2 separate regions of the Siniperca chuatsi genome follow, and region 1 is linked to region 2. The links are chromatin contacts, called in public Hi-C maps. All regions are on one chromosome and are shown on one strand. The core of a region is the stretch at or near the end of the contact, and the rest is flanking DNA. Distances in the headings are between cores, read along the strand shown. Region 1 holds the start of LOC122887349 (rho GTPase-activating protein 12-like). Region 2 overlaps LOC122887349 (rho GTPase-activating protein 12-like).

Region 1 (5,789 bases), core at 2,650-5,149, 40 kb before region 2:
TGACTAGATGACGTTGAGCACTACTGTTCTGTCCGGTCTTGTACAGATGTAAAATTGGCACTACTGCACACGCTTCCCTGGAGAGAGAGCTGTATGGAAATAAGGGAACGGCTAAAAAGAAGGATTAAAAAATGATAAGCCAAGACGTGCGACAGTGTATTGTAGATGTATTTAACTAAATACCTGTGGAGGCCAATTGTTTTTATCATTAAGTTAAAATAAAACCTATACTCGTTATTGGTGACGTCATGAGAAGGATGTGAAGAATGTCAAAAGGAAGGAAGAGAATGATCCGGTTAACACAACAAACTTCCACCTTTTAGCATAGCCTATGCTAAGTAGCTAAATGTACTGTTTTTACTTCTCTCAGTGGTTAATAATGCTGTGTTAATGGACACTATTTATATCTCTCTGCACATTGGAGCACATAGACTGCAGGCGTATAGACTGAGATCGCACACACACAATGCTTGTCCTGTCCCAGCTGGGTCGCTGCACCTCACTCATCTCCAGGATTGTTTTTTAGTTGTAAACCTGACCTGACAGGAACTGTTTGATCCCTGTTGTATCATTATTTCTTTTCAAGGGTGCCTCGCTTCTATTTTTTTGTTTTGTTTTTTGTCTTCCCTCTCACACCCTTTAAGATGTTTCTCATAGATTTAGGACCTGTAACTGTACATGCCCCTTTGGTTGTAAATTTGCAGAAAACAATGTGTTTTGCTGGGTTTTATGTACTGTATCTCTTTCACTGCTCCATAGATCATGTCGATGCACATTTGAAGGGGAACGGTGGGCGGGGGTGTCAGTCGATGGGTCAGACCCTTGCTGCTGATCAGCCAGTCAGGAGAGCAGGGTCTGAAATTGCACAACAATCTTGGCTCGTCTGGAGTAAACGTTTATTTAACTAAATCTAGTCAAGGGGTGTAGGATTTATTTTGTGTTTTGTTGTATTTTTTTCAGTGTAATTTCGTGATTTTTTTTTTTTTCAATTTAATTCCCACACCACAGCTTGTTTTTTTTTTGTTTTTTTAACCCTGTGATGAAGCCCCAGTGCATTGGCAAAGAGCTTGTAGTTGCATGTAGGTTGTAACCCCAGCGTGAGAACACTAACATCTTGTGCAAGTGCAATATACTGTAAAATACACTGTATATCAGTCGACTGGCAGGTGTGATCAGGCGGTGCTTGCAGCGGTAATCCTGCCATATGGAGTCAAAGTCCTGCCCCTCTTCCTTGTTAGCTTCTGTTTCGCTAACTTTTGGTTCTCAATGTATTTTCTCATTGAGGGCTTTGTTCATTGTCCTTTCTGAAAAGCTGGAACGTGATACAGGGGACAGTAAACTCCCTCAGGACGACGAGATGGTCAAACTTTACAGCGCAGTGGTAGATATTTAAATCAGTTTCAGCTCTTTAGAAATACAGATTAAATACAGAAGAATCTTTCTACTGCAAAATACATTTTTGGCTGAGACTAGTGGAACGAATCTAGCTGTAAAAAGGGGAGAGGATTTTGGCTTTCTCTCGTAAAATGTCATACTAAAACCTGTCATCTTGCAACAGGAAAGTTGGGTTTAATAGCACTTCTTCACAATACCTGCACTCATAAAAACACTCCACATGTGGCTGTTTTTGACTGGAGGAATAAGAAGTTTCCAAAGCCCTGTAAATTGTTTGTTGACAGCCAATAATTTAAGTAGTATTAATTACTTTCTACACGCTGCAGGGAGGAGTAGCTCCCCGTATCTATGACAGGACAGTGTTTGGTGTCTATCGAGATGGTTTATTCTCTCTGTGTAATCTTCTAGATTAGTTAAGATTTTGCAGCATGGACCTCAAAATGTTTATCCTTTGACCTTCCACCAAAACTGGATATGAAATGGGGGAAAAAAATTGTTAATAAAAACAGCAAAGACTATTTGTGGTGTTTACCTAAATTGAATTTTGCATTCATTCTAAATTTAAAAAAACAAAACAAAGTGTAGCCACTTTTTTTATTACTGTGTAATAGTTGGTCAATTTTTAAAGGACAGTTTTGAGGATCCATCAGTGGACAAGGTACTGGATCATTCCTGGAGAACTGGGGCACAAATAGCTCTGATATGGACAGAGATGGGAAGTTCATGAGATCACAGTTTTGGATTGATTGCATGATGTAAATGTATGTGTGATTAAATAATTATGAGAAAACACCTGCATATCTCTGTCCTCTTTTGTTTCCGCTTGTTTTGCAAGAGTGAAGCAAGTAATTTAATGCTGAAGAGAGCATCGTGCTTACAAATGGATTTTCTGAATTTGCTTTTTTACTGTTGATCTTGAAGAAAAGTTATTTTTCAGGAAGCGTATACACTATATGACCAATATTTCTATGTACTTTTGGTCTGGGACTGTTTTCAAGTCAAGTTAATTTTATTTATATAGCCCAGTTTCACAAATCACCATTAGCCTCAAGGGGCTTTACAATCTGTGCAGCATACAGCACCCTCTGTCCTTACACCCAGAGGAGGGATCCCTCTCCCAGGACGGACAGACATGCAATAGATGTCTTGTGTACTGAATAAATTCACAACAGAAAGTCATACATGACAATATACATTTATGATGACAAAATGTAGATTGTAAAACATAAGAGGATGGATCCAGGAAGACAACTGGGCATCTTCAGGTGTCACCCACTGAGTAGGATCTGCACAGCTTGCCAGTTTTTAGGGCACAGAAACAAAAACAGAGGGTTGCAGATATTAAAAAGTTTGCAGTCTGTTAAGTGACTTCTCGTTGGCAGGATAAACATGGACTACAAGTACTATTCATTGAGACTTAAATGAATTCTTATAATTATATTTTAGACAATACTGTGCTTCCAACTTTGCAACAGTTTGGGGGTAGGTCCATTCTGTTTCAACGTGCCAGTGCCCCTTTGTACAAAACCAGGTCCATAAAGAAATGATTTTCCCAGTTAGGTGTGGAGGAACTGGCCTGCTCAGATCCCTGACCTCAACCCCATCCGATAAGAGGTGTCAGTATAGTATTTGGCGACGAGTGGGATTTTTAAATTGCTTGTTTCAGTACAATATCATCAATTGGCCATTATGGAGATGTTTCGTTGCCAGGCAACCACGGGTGGAAGTAGCCCCATTTGTCAGCTCCCCACTCCATACGTTACTCCGTGATTCGGCCACATAACGTTCCCTACGCAAATCGGTTTTTTTTAGGCCTACCTGTTACCTAGCAGCGGGTTGCACTTTCAAATATATTTTTTGTGACCTGTCTGCCCGACGTGAAACCAATGATTAAGTTCAATATTTTCCCAGACTGCCTCAGGGAAAAGTTCGACATAATCCCTTTCTTGCCTGACGTTAGACGACTAGCCAGGTTCATACCACTCCTCAGGTCTGTATGCTAAATATGAAGCTACATCTAGCAGCCGGCTAACGTTAACTTAGCTTAGCACAAGGCCTATCCTGGCTCTGTCCAAATGTAACAAAATCCACCTAGCTACCCGCACCTCTAAAGCGGGTAGGTGGAAAGCACAGACTGGATCCAGCAATGTATTTGTAGTTCCATTGTATAATCGTCAGGTGGCGCTAATGCTGCCTTTGCGTTACCGTAACACCTGAGGGCTCGGACCATAGACCACAAATTAGACAAGAGCTCTCACTCTGAGTGTATTTCCGCTCCAAACATGAAGCCGCTTTAATGAGTTGATGGAAATGGCAACAAAACATAGCCATTTGGTGGTATTACATACACGACGAACGGTTGTATTAACAGTATGATAAACGCCATTTTATTTGTTTGAAATATCGGGTCTGATACGCCCCGTTTACCAGATTGGTTACCATGGTAACGACAAAGTTTACGCGTACTCGGGGCACTTGCCGAGCGCAAGGCGGGTCAGATTTTCTCCCGAAAAAGCTGTGGAGTGGTGTACCATCTAAATAGACGATCTTAGCTTGAAGGTAGCTGCCAAAGTTGTCAGGGCAGGCGTGAGTCCGCGGGAACGAGCGCGAGTGCTGCTGTGGATTACACCGGCCAGGAAAGAACAGGAGAGACGGGAGCGCCGCTATCTGACAACCCTGACAAGTAAAGAACTAGTTTCACACGGTGGTCGGGTCGACAGCAAAGTTACCGGAAATTTAACCTCACCCAGGGCAATTGGAGTGTGTTTTCTTTTCTCCAAGGACTGTCTCACCAGGAGAGAAGGTACGTCAGGGTGCGGATCTTTGACTGCGGCGGTGTTTGGAACACTGAGGAATGTTTAGCCAGAAAGCTAATTAGCTAGCTAACGTTAGCGACAGATTAGCTCCTGTAAACCAGCACACACACACACGCCCAGACAAGAGCTGTAACTCCATGTTAAGATTGCCAACCGTGAATATAACTTTAAAGGTAAGACTTTTACACCCTTACTGAACGTGCACACAAGTATTCCCATAGCTAATAAAGTTCAGAGGAGTGCTGTGCAAATATCAGGAACTGTAAAGTTAACTAATCCCTTTAGGAATAACTGTTAATAGCTAAAGTATCAAACCAAAGACAACCAACACGCCTGACAGGTGTATTTATACTTTGTTTTGTACCATAAAGTTGGTGTTAAGCAGCTAAGTTAGCTAACTCGGACAGAAATATTACATTTTTGGTTGTGGGTTAACTTCATTATCTGTCAGCAGTAAGTGAACCTGTCAGGGTGCAGCAGTCCTGCTGCTCACAAAGCAGGTGATCTGTCATTTCACCTATTTGAACTGTAATGACGATGTATGTGAGAAATAACGTGTCTAAACGTAAATATTTTCAGAGGTTTGAAGATATCAGTTTTAAGATAAGCCGCATCATTGTGATTTGAAACTTTGAGTATAAATCACAGTAGAGCTCGTTGATAATACTGTTGATTGATCTTTGCGCTGATTTTTCATTTAGTCGAGCCATCACTTAGCCTATAACGTTAACAATAACCAACCACAATGACAAATGCCCTGATAACAGTATACATTGGAGAACAGCATACATAACTAAAGTGATTAGTCAATTGACATAAAGACAACAATTTTGATAATTGATTAATAATTGATTAATAATTTAATTCATTTATCAACCAAAAATGCCAGTCTTATGAAATGTGAGGATTTGCAGCTTTTTTTGTTGTTGTTGGTTTTGGACTTTTAGTTGGACAAATTAAGCAACTTGAAGATATCACCTGTGGTTTGGAAAACTGTGATGGCCGCTTTGTGCTATTTCGTGACATAGACTAAACAATTAGTCGAGTCATTGAAAGCAAAATCAGTATATTAAACACCATAAATCACATCATAGATTCCCCCAACCACCCACCCACCCACATGGTTGTGATGCAACTTCCAGCTGGTGAATTGGTTTGTTTGGTAAGTGTGAGCAGCAAGATTTACTGTATTGTAGGGGCGTGAACCCCACTGCCTGCTCTCATTCTGACAATGGGTGACCTAACTGCCTCTAAACATGTCCCTTTTTGTGTTTTATTTTTGTTGTGTGTTTTCACTTCTCTCCTTTCTCAAGATGCCCACACTAAGTGAGCCGCAGCTGGCTGTGGTTTGTTGAAGTGTGACAGATTGTGGTTATGACAGTTGCAGGGGACCTCGGGGAGTTGAGTTTCGAGGAAAGTTGTGGTGAGAGGTGCCTAACTGGGACAGCCTGTGCTGAATCCAAGCTGTTTAGGGGAACGTGGACCTATATTTGGTGTGACTACGTGCGAGGGTCATAGTGCAGTACTTGAATGGCTCTGCTTGTCCCTGATGTTACACATTTTTCTTCGGTTTCCCAT
Region 2 (5,055 bases), core at 1,656-4,155:
TTTTTATTCTCATGGATGTTTTTCTAAACACAGTCAGACCAGGCTGCATTAGAATTTGATTGAATGTTTTCACAAAGTACTATAAAATGACAATACTTGACTTTAAGTTTCAATGACACATACATAACCAGACCTTTTGATATATACAGTATATACCATAATGTATGAACTCTATTCATACAGAGTACCTATAAGTGACTACCTTTTATAAAGGTTGTAATTTTTCCATCATAATGATATGTATGATATTGCTTGTACATAAACTTAACCCATAACCCAAACTTTTACATTTCACTGTGTGGAATTTGGAGGGTGTTTTGACAATATGATAAAATTATGATAATAACCAGACGTTGTGTGGCATAGATTTCTTCTATGAACATCTTCCAGCAGCTTCTCTGCCTCCTTCTTGCATCACTTTCTTCGTTACTTTCTCACCCCCCTGCTGCTTCTTACATTCGACCCATTTGCAGCTCGTGTAGAGACACGAGTAGATCAGAGTTAGATTCAGAACAAGACCAGGATTCCTCTGTGGACCTGCTTCTCTGACAGACTTCAGTGATGCTACACCCAAGCAGGATTATGTAAAAGAGGGCACCGTACATCACTTGTCTTTGATCTCTAACTGTGTAGACCCTCATATCCCACAAAGAACAAAGAACCTTTTTTTTTCCCTTTTCCAACGGACTCCAAACAGGGACCTTATTGCATATGTCACAAAATATCACAAAGAGGCAAAAATTGATGTGCTGTGTAATAGACCAAACATGCAGTTGGTCTATTAGGGTAAACTACTTAAATGTATTCATTGTCAGTCAAAGGCAAGTGAAAGATAATGTGGGCTTTGGTCCATTTGAGCAGCAAACACACTGGTAATCACTAATCAATTACTACTGAAACAATGAGTCGATTAATCGATTCTCTGAATTGACAGAAAATAAACTGACAGTAGTTTTGATAATGGATTATTGTTAGTAATCTATCAAGCAGAAAACAACTAATATTTGCTGGTTCCAGCTTCTCAAATGTGAATACTTTCTGCATTTTACATCATGGTAAATAATAGATAATGAAAAATGATTAGTTGCAGCTACGGCTGGGTAAAGAAAATATTTAAATTTTCTTTTAAATTTTTCAGTTAAATGATCCAATATTAATTTGACTGTGGTTACTTGTAAATGTTTCACCTATAGCTACATGTTGTGTAACTTGTATGTTTTGTAGAAATTGTATTATTACAACATGTACAAAACGGTTGTTATTAGTCAAAAAGTAACGTAGATGATAGCTGCTTACTTGTCGAATAAAAATAAATTTTAGTGCCCAGGATAAGGATCTGAAAAGATTTTTTTTGTCTATCCAATAGACAAGACTTTCTGAATCAAATTTGATCGAATGTGGAGATCTGTGCCAATATCAGGCTTTCCAGCGCTGGTTGTCACCCTAAATCAGTTGTATCCAACACTAGTGGAGATTTCATCATTCGTATTTTATACAAAAAAGAAAATGCTCCTTTCTTGCACAATTCAAAAGCATCCTCTCATTTAGTATTTGTCACATTGTCGGTGCTGTTAAGGACTGCGTGAACAAATGGATGTTGTCCCAAAACAGACACACGGAAGTGAAGCTTAGTTTCCTTATTTAAATATGGATGTAGCTACCTGCGAAGTGTCCAGTGCAGCCTGACTGCTTCCTGATTACAGCTCTGAGCTTCATTCTCTTTTCTCCTGTTGAATGTTGCTCTGGAGTTGCATAATTACCTTGGGTGCAGCCAGTGTTTCAAGGCCTTTTTGTGTTGACTTGCAGTGTGTGTTATGGCTTTTCTTTCCTCTGTTTTCAGTCAGGTTTCAGCGAGATTACCTCAGACCGGACTGGAAGAGACACCAGGCTGTAATGGACATGTATTTTCAAGCTTGAGGGCTAATAAGTTGTTAAACCTCAGAGGCTTTTAGATTGTTTTATAGTATCTGTGATGTAATCTTATCCGGAAAGACAGCCTGGCCATTTTCCATGTACACAACTCCTCTCTAATGCAACCTCCTTTCTTCCTGTTCTGATCAGGCTCTGTCACACCTCCTGACACCTGGCTAGTTTCACTGGTCATTTGTCCTCCAGCAATGAATGTAGCACCTAGCACTATTATATGGAAATTAAATTACAGTGAAATATGTACAGAAATTAACAAAATCAAAGCATCAACTCTGTTTTTGTAGCTACATTTTTCCCACTTTTATCCACTCAGATAGAAGGAAAATTCACTCAAAATTACTTTAAATGCATATTTGTCACAGTATGAATCTTAAAAGTTGGACTTAGTTAAACCTTTTGCCCAAATATGAATTAAGTTAGCTATTTGGCTCCTTGCTGTGGTAAATATTGGTGTTTCTTGTTGTCCACCATGCTAATATTATGATAGTTTCCTTGGCAGACAAAGGTGTATGTACAGTAGACTGTCTGCCTCAGGATCAAATTGTGTACCTTGTGACTATGTTGTCCAGATCCAAAATTAATCAAAAAGTGACTATAAGATGAAACCCATACATGAAGGAAATAGTCTGAATGTCTGCCTCTGGCTACACCCCCAATGTAGCTGACAAGGAGGGAAATATTAAGAAACATTTCCTACTTATGCAATATTAGTTTTTTGATAGCACCTCAGTAACACACTCTGTGTGACTATGAACGTGTAAAGCACTGCAGTGGCACTTTTCCCCAATGAAACTAAAAACTTAATGGACAAGGAAGTAGAAAAAGGTTATCTTTTGTTTTTGTGAGAAGGTTTGTACATGTGCAAACTTGCACATGTTTGTGTATTAGTCTAACCCACGCACTTAGAGGTTGGCATCAAAATACTCCAGTGTGTGTATGTTTATAAGCATGTATGTTTTGTGTTTGCATGGCCCAGCTCCCTGCGGTGCGGTATGTAGCAGAGCAGGTTAATCTGTGTCAAACAGAAAATGGGAGGAGAGAGGAGGTGAACATGTGGAGCCCCTCCTCCTCCTCCTCTTCCTCCTCCTCCATTACTTGCCCATCCCTTTTAAGACTTTACAAACTTTGCTGTCAGGCTGCCACCTAAAGGACACTGAGGCCTGCACCTCTGGTTAACTCTCTGATGTGTTTTTAAACTGTAGTCCACTTACAGTCGGTTTGGTTTTGAAATGATTTCATTAGTTGGGTATCAGCTGAAGAAGAGCTTAAACATGTCGACTGTGAAATAAATACACAACTTTAGTTTTTAAGACAGCATGTCATATCGGTTTTGAAGGTTATGATGTTCCCCATTGCGTGTTTGATTGTGGGCTAGTCTACATAAGTCAGCTTGTAGTTGTAAACATGATAATACGTAATACATTCATTAACCCTTTTCAGGGTCAGTGCTCATATGATTAGTTAATAAATCCATTTATCAAACGTCTCATTTAAGTCATTTTTTGTCAGGGCAAAACTACAAAATGTTTGCTCCAAAGTAAAGAGATTTGCTGCTTTTCTGTCTCAAGTCCTTGTAATTTGAGTATCTTTTTGTGTTTTCACTACCAGTCAGACAAAATAAGCAATCTGAAGACAAGAAGTTGAACTAAATGACCAAAACACCACCGAGAGAACCACTGAAACAAACACTGAAAGGACCCAGCAGGCTTCTCCTGGAATTTGCTTTTAAACAGCAACCCAGCAGTTTTATAGTGACCCCAACTTTATGTGAATCAGGACAACAACTTTGCTTGAAATGAACACAGTGTTCTGAAACTCACACCAGACTAGTCTAAATATAAACTAAGTGTTGCCAAAGCATCTGTAGCCATTTCTGTCTAATATTAGCTCTGATGCATTCAGTGCCTGAAGCAGTCTTCAGTCTTCTCTCATTTCTCTTTATCTCTTTTTCTTTCTGGCTCTGATGTGGTTTATCTCCGGCTGACGAACACTGGACCAGTTGATTATTATTCCACCACAGAGCTGCAGGCAGTACAGATAAGACTAGCAGGTCTCCTATCTGGAACTGGCAGCGTCCCTTCCTATTCTCTACCCATTAACTCCTGCTCTGGCCTGAAATAGGAAATTAAGAATATGCTGAGCTGCAATCAGAACTGTTGATTGGCTGCAGCAGTGTAGTCTTCCCTCAGGCTCAGTGTTTTACTGTGGACTGTACAGTAGGTGCTGTGGGTGACTTCTGGTTTGATCGAGGCTTATTGGTCAATATTGTAATCAGTCAGCTCAATTCAGTTTGAGGTCTTCAACTAATGACCACCTTTGCTCCCAACAGCCAGATTTTGAGCTTAAAACTATAGTTTTAAGCTCAGCGATTGGATGTTTTTTACTGAAATACTCCTTGACAGTCGTAGTTGACTTGTCTCTTTACGTTTTTACATCTGTACACAGGCTAGTACTTTTGACTTTTTATCAAGTACCCTGTATTTTCTAAGTCAGTTACTCATGTTTGATAATTCAATCAGGAGAGTTTATCCAACTGCCCACCATTACCTAACATTGCCTATGCAGCATAAGATCAACCCTGGACGCCCAAAGTAACTCCAGGCACTTCACAACTCTATAGTACATGATAACACTTGTACACCTGGCAACCTCTACTAAAGCACAGTGTGTTTTCAAAGAGAGCAGCTCCCTCAGTGTAAGAGGTCAACTCTTAATGTCCCACAGTGGTTCAGTGGTTTTAGAGCTCAGTATTGTTTAGGTGGTCAGTCTGTTCACACCAGATGTCCAGCACCAGCTGCTCAGGATATACTGCTGCTGTAATGGAGTTAAGAGACACCTCATGCATTTTTAATGAGCCAACCTTTAATTGCATAATGAGTGCTGTTATTTGACATAGCCCGTATTGCTGCTGTCATTGGAAGACCTAGCTGCAGTTTTTATGTTTTTTTGCTCAGGCTTTACATGAACCTTATACTGAGAGGGTTTCACAACCGTGTGGCCTCTAAAACCAGTTCAAAACCAGTCTCACAATAAGACTACTTCTTGAAATTGCTGCTAAGTTGCCATTTGAGGATATAAGACATTTATATGACTGCAAAAAATACGGTTTCAGGACTGTTCTCCTTA

Evidence for each region. Hi-C and Micro-C count contacts between places; a contact is called where the count stands out from the background.
Region 1: a Hi-C map of an unstated tissue shows a contact between it and region 2, with 3 times the contacts expected there. The contact joins the promoter of LOC122887349 here to the enhancer-like site in region 2. A contact is called at or near these places in 3 of 3 Hi-C or Micro-C datasets (liver, skeletal muscle and an unstated tissue).

The regions. Positions count from the first base shown.
Region 1 is chrLG13:5,796,995-5,802,783 of ASM2008510v1, reverse strand. LOC122887349 (rho GTPase-activating protein 12-like) reads left to right here and starts at 3,899. Exons shown (of 19, transcript XM_044220448.1): 1 at 3,899-4,384. LOC122886651 (kinesin-1 heavy chain) reads left to right here. Exons shown (of 26, transcript XM_044219104.1): 26 at 1-2,187.
Region 2 is chrLG13:5,756,376-5,761,430 of ASM2008510v1, reverse strand. All of the region lies in intron 2 of LOC122887349 (rho GTPase-activating protein 12-like), which reads left to right. Among protein-coding and RNA genes, the nearest start is that of trnal-uaa, 27 kb to the right of the region's middle. Within about 2 kb of position 2,905, the one cell type or tissue checked has an H3K27ac peak away from gene starts, as active enhancers do. A contact at or near this core is called in liver, where this site is marked.